Linked DNA regions of Mus musculus: region 1 is linked to region 2. A link is a contact called in public HiChIP or PLAC-seq data. All regions are on one chromosome and are shown on one strand. Each heading gives the region's core, a stretch centred on a gene start, on an enhancer-like site or on the middle of the called end of the contact. The rest is flanking DNA. Distances are from core to core; before and after follow the strand shown. Region 1 has its middle 20 kb from the start of Gm41031. Region 2 overlaps Gm34087 (a long non-coding RNA gene).

What was found. HiChIP or PLAC-seq counts read pairs in DNA pulled down with a chosen protein or histone mark.
Region 1: an H3K27ac HiChIP or PLAC-seq map of embryonic stem cells shows a contact between it and region 2, with 2.9 times the contacts expected there. The contact joins two enhancer-like sites. A contact is called at or near these places in 2 of 484 Hi-C or Micro-C datasets (natural killer cells and nephron progenitors), 2 of 115 datasets of contacts at active chromatin or transcription factors (embryonic stem cells and fibro-adipogenic progenitors) and 1 of 9 other capture datasets (embryonic stem cells).

What each region holds. Positions count from the first base shown.
Region 1 is chr13:97,844,070-97,847,553 of GRCm38.p6, forward strand. No RefSeq gene overlaps it. Among named protein-coding and RNA genes, the nearest start is that of Gm41031, 20 kb to the left of the region's middle. Within about 2 kb of position 1,337, at least 6 of the 459 cell types and tissues checked have an H3K27ac peak or open chromatin away from gene starts, as enhancers often do. A contact at or near this core is called in embryonic stem cells, where this site is marked.
Region 2 is chr13:97,615,572-97,619,036 of GRCm38.p6, forward strand. Gm34087 (a long non-coding RNA gene) reads right to left here. Exons shown (of 5, transcript XR_873831.2): 2 at 1,636-1,690. Among named protein-coding and RNA genes, the nearest start is that of Gm34087, 5.5 kb to the right of the region's middle. Within about 2 kb of position 2,205, at least 39 of the 459 cell types and tissues checked have an H3K27ac peak or open chromatin away from gene starts, as enhancers often do. A contact at or near this core is called in embryonic stem cells, where this site is marked.

The sequences.
Region 1 (3,484 bases), core at 87-2,586, 230 kb after region 2:
GCAATGTAGCCACAGACGCCATCATTCTCCTGCTCAGCGAAGCACTTTGGGCTTGAGAGCTATACATGCTGAAGGAAAGCTCACCAAAGTCAACTCCATGGGACTGTATTTAGTTTCCTTTCTATTGCTGTGATAGAATACTCCGAGCAGAAGTGACTTGGAGAGGAGAGGACATAGGTCATCACCAAGGAAGTTAGAACAGGAACTCAAGGCAAGAATCTAGATCAGAAAAAAATGGAGAAACACTACCTGTTGTCTGACATCCTGGCTCATTCTTGACCAGCTTTCTTACACAGCCCTGGCTGGACCACCGTGGAGGGGAAAGACCACGATGACTCACAGTGGGTGGGCGCCCCCCTCTGTCAATTAAGACACTCAGGACAATCCCTCACAGACAGGCCCACAGACGAATCTGATAAAAGATGGTTACTCAACTGAGACTCTTTTTCAGATGATTACAGGGTATGTCAGGTTTTGAGTTCATGGTAAGTAGGACAGAATGTTAAACTGTTCTCATTTTTTGTTTGTTTTTAGAAATCTCACTCTTGAAACACAATCTGAACCCCAAACAGCTTTCTCTCCACAGTCCACTCTGGTCCCTAGAGTGCTGAGCCCATGTCTGGTTACCAGTGTTCAGTGTATCTGCCACGTGCCAGCAGATACAATAGACCAGCACCAACAAACACCCTGCCCAGAAAGGTCTCCTCTGTATTTTGGTGCCAGCCTAGATGCTTCTAATACGCAGTGAGACATAGACACCCTGAGTGGATCTAAGTCATCTTCACTCTCTCCGGATCATGGCAAAACTGGAAGTAACCTTCGTCTATTGCTCCTACGATGAATTCTCTCAACATTTTAGAGCATTCAGTTTATTTCTCCTAGTGACCCGTGTTTGATCTAGAAGACTGAGCAAATAAAAGCGAGCAGAATGAAGGAACCTAGACACATCACTTGGCGGTCAAGCTCCCAGAACTCCTCTTATCTACACAGGTATCTTCAAAACAGAGCGTTCGTTGTGGTTGTTCTCCAGTATCTTTCTCCTCGAATGCGTTTGCTGGTGTGCTTCCAGGTCAGTAAGCGGAGCACCCCACCCTTCTGAATGGCTGCTTGGCATCTGTGTGTGCCTCTACCATCCTTTCAAACAGACTTCTAGAGCAGGGCTGGGCGTTTGCTTGTGGGTTTGGGCTGCTACTTTGGTTTCTTTGGGGTTCTTCTGTATTGTATTGTTTTCCCACTGTAAGCACCGTTGAAGTGGGTGAGAGAGGACTAAGCTGGCACATTTCCTTAGGAGATATTCCTGAGAGTAAATTTGCTGAGGCAGGGTGTGATGCTTGCTGCAAATTGTTCCTTAAAACACCCTCCTCCAGACTGTGCTAACAAGTACTAACTTCGACCCAATACAGGCATCGCTGTCTTTGTTTAAAAGAAAAATCTATTCAGTCTAGCAAGTAAAAAATTTGTATGTGTTATGTGTTTCCATTTCTTTTAACTGGTGGGTCTTTTTTTTTTTTTTTTCCTTCTAATAATTTGAATGTCTCCTTTGAAAATATTTTATTCATGGTTTGGGCCTATTTCCTACCAGGTATGAACACCTTCCTCCCCATTTCCCTCTTTCCAGAGACAACCATGAAAAGTTAGATTTGTCTTCTTCCTGATCTTTTGCTGTGCATTAGGAAACACACATAGAGTTCTCAAATTTACTGTTACAACTTTTGCCAACTCTCAACTTCTCACCAACCAACTTCTTTTACATATAGTACCACATCAGCCATGTAAATTTACCTCAGTATATTGAAATGCTGAAAAAAAAAACCCACAATATGGGCGTATTGGTGCTTAGAATATTCCAGAATTCCATCATCAGTGAACATTTGAGTTGTATCCAAGTGTTTGGGGTTGTTTAATGCACATAATTCTTTATGCCTCTTTGATTATAAATGAATGTGCTCCAGGATCAGTACTTTGAAGAGAAATTAATGATTGTTATCAATTGCAATCAAAGTGCTCTCCGGAAAGCCAAGCTGCCTTCCACCAGGGGCATATCAGCGGGCCCATCTGCAGCAATGCTGACCTGTGGCCTCTGATTGCTTGCACTTATTTTGCAATTTGTCTTAGAACGTTGGTTACTAATTTTTAAAGCATCCTTTCTTGTCTCATCCTATTACTGAAGAGAGCACTCGCCCTCTCCACAGTAGGAGCCTTGTTCACGCTTTCCTTATGACTGTCAGCATTATTCCAGGAAATCTTTCACATCAGCCTGCCCAGCCTGGTGTCCCTGCCTGTCCCCTGAGCTTGGTTCTTGTCCTCCCTAGACTTCCTCCAACCTTCTGACTTCTCAGAACCGTGATCCTCAGCTGTCTTTCCATGCCAATTGCAGATCTCCCCTTCATGACATTTACCAACCATTCTTTGAACTTCTGTAAACGTCCTTTGCTTTGTTGTTTTAGAATTGCTAAGCCTCATAATAATAATGTTCAAAAATCTATTTATTAATCCTTGGCTCCGTATGAGCTGTTGTGCTAAGTGCTTTTGTAGATATCATGTCACCTATAACCTCTACACTATCAACATTTAGATTTTAAAAAAAAAATCTGAATATTGGAGAACTAAAACCATCTGCTCAAGGCCACCCATGAGTGGCAGGCCAGAGACTCCAAGCCACATTCCTCTGCTGCAGGTCCCATGCCTCCCACCACTCCACCCTGTGCCCTTCTCTCTTCTATGAGTGCTATGGTCTGAGTACTGTTCCACCTCAAAATCCATTTGTTGACATTGATTTTCTATTCAACAGAATTGAGATTTGTGCCTCTTGGAAGGTGATATATCCTACCCTCACTAGTAGAATTATTGTCCTAAGAGAAATTTGTAGGATCGCATTAGCACCTCACACCACAAAAGAAGATTCAATCTATGAGAATTCTGCCCTCACTAGACACCAACTTTGTTGATCTCTTTGTCTTAGGTTTCCCAGCCTCTAGAACTGTATGAATAAATGTCTGTGGTTCATAAGCAACCCAGTACTTGGTATTTTGTAAGAGCATCCTTTTACTACCCAGGCCAGGAGACTGGAGGTTCTTGAAACAGGATTTTGCCCTTTTTGGCATCTTCCATACAACATAACAGAATGCCGTAGGTGATCAGTTACCATGGTGATTGTTGACTGGTGTCCCTTCCAGGATCACATTCTGGGTGTGAATTATTAATCATTGATGGTGCCATCTAAATGATCAGGAAAGATCCATCTAACATTTTATGAAATGAAAGCCATGTCCACCCCTGCCCTGATGCATCTGTCTTATGCAAGCGCAATTTGGGATAAACAGGAAGTGCAGAACACAAGTCCTTGGCGTAAGGAGCTTTCATCCCCTACCTGAAGGGCAAAAGATAATTGAAATACTAACTGGTCATCAATCAAAGTGTCCCCCAAACACCTACCTAGAAAACAATGACGCGAATCAGGCTGAGAGTAATGACATACAACATA
Region 2 (3,465 bases), core at 955-3,454:
TAGGCACTGCTGTGTATTGCTGATGCTAATCCAGAGGAAGAATTATTAGTTCTAGATATAGGTAATAGCAGAAGCCACCTAGGATTTCTAAAGTCTTGCTCATCGTTATGTTTTCCCCATGGGCTGAATGTTCCACAGACCCCAAATATGACCAGTTAGGTTCAGCTCTCCCACAACACCATACTCCAAAAAGCCAAGACTCCAAGATTCCCTGCCTCAAATAGTCTACGTCTAACACCTGCCTGTGGCTCTAGCTTCTTGTGTGTCCTTTGTAGGGCTGAGCAGTAGAGCAGGGGGACTGTTCCTAAGTGTCGTGGATACAGCTAACTCTGGAATGGCTTATCCACGCATGTGAGTAGAGCCCCTCATGGTGGGACCAAGTTAGCTAGAAGAAAGGAGTAGACCATGGGCCAGACTAGAACAACTGGCCTCTTCTCTTGCCTCTTGGCACTCTAGAATTCTGAGGAGTCCAGGAATACTGAATTTTCCAACTATGGCTTTCCAAGTTGCTAAACAAATTTACTCATCAAAGTTGGAGACTGTCTTACAGCTTAATAGACTTTAATAGACCTTGTTCCATTTTCTTGTTTTGTTTCATGGTGTAAGTGTCTTCCCTTGACCTTTTGCTCCTAGCCCTCCAGATGGTGGGGTGAATATGGACAGGCTCGCCCTTCCCTCTCTTCTCTCTTTCGCTACTTCTCACTCCCACCTTACGCAGCTCACCTTGTTTGGTTCTCTCATGGAGACCTGGTGAGGTCCAGTTCCAACCATCAGTACTGAAAATCCTTCTGTTTCCCTCTCTATGCCTGGCTTTCTCAGATCATCCTCATTTGTCAGAATCCAGTACATGAAGATGGCTTTTTAGAGGATAAATAATAGAAACGTTTTAAATGGATTGATAAAATTAATAGAAGGACAGATGAGTATGTTCTATATATCATTCATATAGGCCTAGGTATGTTTCTCTTGAATATTTATTCTGTCTAGCCTTCAGCGTACCTCTACACTTTCATTTCCCTTCCCTTCCTTTCCCCTCCCTCTCCCCCACTTCCTCCTCTTATTCTCTTTTTTTTTAAAAGATTTATTTATTTATTATATGTAAATACACTGTAGCTGTCTTCAGACACTCCAGAAGAGGGCATCAGATCTTGTTACAGATGGTTGTGAGCCACCATGTGGTTGCTGGGATTTGAACTCCAGACCTTGGGAAGAGCAGTCGGGTGCTCTTACCCACTGAGCCATCTCACCAGCTCCCTCTTCTTCGCTTTCCTCCTCCTCTTCTTCTTCTCTTTCCTCTTCTTTCCCTTACCCTCTCCTCCCTCCCCCTCCCCCTCCCCCTCCCCCTCCCCCTCCTCCTCCTCCTCCCCCTTCTCTCCTCAACTCCAGAGGACAGGGTCTCACTAGATCTCACTGTGTAACTCTTGACTGTCCTGGGATTCTTTCTTGAACACCAACCAGGTTGGCTTTGAACTCACAGGGTTCCACCTGCCTCTGCCTCCCAAATGCTGAGATTAAAGGCATGTGCCACCATGCCTGGTTTTGCCCTTCCTTTCTGAGGTCATGAGGCAGACATCAGGAGACAAATGGAGACAAGCATGCCTGATTAACATATCTTAGGTTCTCTTAAAATCTGACCTTGTAATGGTTCCCTTCATCTCTACTACCAGCACTTCTCAGAGTTTTTCAGCACCTGGTTTAAAAACAAGAAGGATTTTAGAAGCTTGCTGCATCTCTTCTCAGAGTTTCTGAATCAGTAGGTAGAAGAGGGGTGAGCACCAAGTGTTTGTACTTCTAACAGTTTCCCAGGTAATATGGTGGCTACTGGTCCAGGCGGTATCCTGAGAACCACAGCCATTGGGTTTTTCTGTGTAGGTCTCTGTTGTTAATGCCAAAGCTCTTTCCACTTGTGCTTCTCAAGCAGACACTGCCTGGGTCCAGAGCACTGCTCAGAGGCGAGAGAAGTGACGAGGACCTTAGTGTCTAGTTCCCGGGCCAGGCAGGCTTGGTTCCTAATGGCTGGGGCGTTCTCCCACAGAGGCAACTTGAGCCCTGGCTTGGCAGAATATGAAACAGCCTTGGCCTGTACCCTTGTCTGTGAGTTTTTAATTGCAGAATCTGGGTGGCCTTCACACAGTTGTTTGCATAGCGAGGGAAAAGAGATAAGTTCGGTAACCTTGGAAGACCAGTCTCTCCCCCCAACCCCACCCCCAGTCTCCTGAGAAGTGGTGCCCAGAGGAAGAAACACTGTGTGTGGGAAACCAGAGAGGGGCTCTAGAGGGTGGCCTGCAGAGGCCAGGCGAGGGGGTGGCGTTTCTAAAGAATGAATGTCTACCGAAATTACTTCCTGCTGCATGAGGGTTCATTAGCTGGAATTCTCTAGATGACAAGGGTCTCTAAATCTCCTTAGCTGGACTCCGGGCCATGATTCTCCCTCCCAGGATATAATCACTCAGAAAGACAATCTTGGCTCCAGCTGTTGGATTACAACAGCCAGTCCAGAGAGTGGGTGGCTCTTAAATTGAACCTCTCGAGTATGTATATCTGATAGGGACAAGGAATTCTCTGTCCACGAATAACCACAGCCACATCAGGGCACAGACTCAAACACAGCGCAACCAACAGCCCAGGTGCCCAGGCCCCAGTTTGTATTTATCTGTTTTCTCTTGGGCAAAACCACAAGCCAATAATTGCTTTCTCTTTCCAGCCACACCTTTGCCAAATGACTTGGGCCGTGGGTTGCTGTGAGTCCATCCTGGATCTGTCATGCCGTGAGAGCCCAAGACAGTTTCAGTTTCACAATGTTAATAGCAATAATGGGAGCGAGTTGTGAAGTGCGAGCTCCCCAATGGGACCTGTGCCAAGGACTTCTCATCCATGATCGCATATCATCCTCACAACAGTACCAGATAGTGGGGTTTATTACGCCCAATCTCCAGATGGTGGAACTGAGGTTCAAGGGTTAGGTAACTGCCCTGAGATCACACAGGCAGCAAGATGTGGGAACTTGGTGAGGACTCAAGCTTGTGTCCTTGTCCCTGCTCTGACAATTTTGTACTTGACACGTGCTTGTTAAGCTAACCAGCCTATCTACACATGCATAAAAAAGAACTTCAAAGGAAGGTTCTAACCTGTATTATTTCAAAACAGGAAACTTAGCCAACCAAACACTCCATTTTCCAGGCGAGTCAGTTAACTAACTTGTTAGAGTATAGTCAATAGTCAATCAATACTCAACACTTGCATAGTAGCAGTTAGCATTAGGGGAAAGGAGAACATAGGAAAGCAATGGCTGGTGCGTGGAAGGTCTGCATAAAACAAACATGGCAACCTATCTGAGGCTCACAGCAGTGTGGAGTCAAAAGTTCTCTTTTTCTTGGAGCACTTAGGGTCCTCCTTAGTTCTTCTGCCAACCTCTCAAAACATGCTAGTTTCCACAACTCCCTTCTTGATCTAAAGACTCGTGTT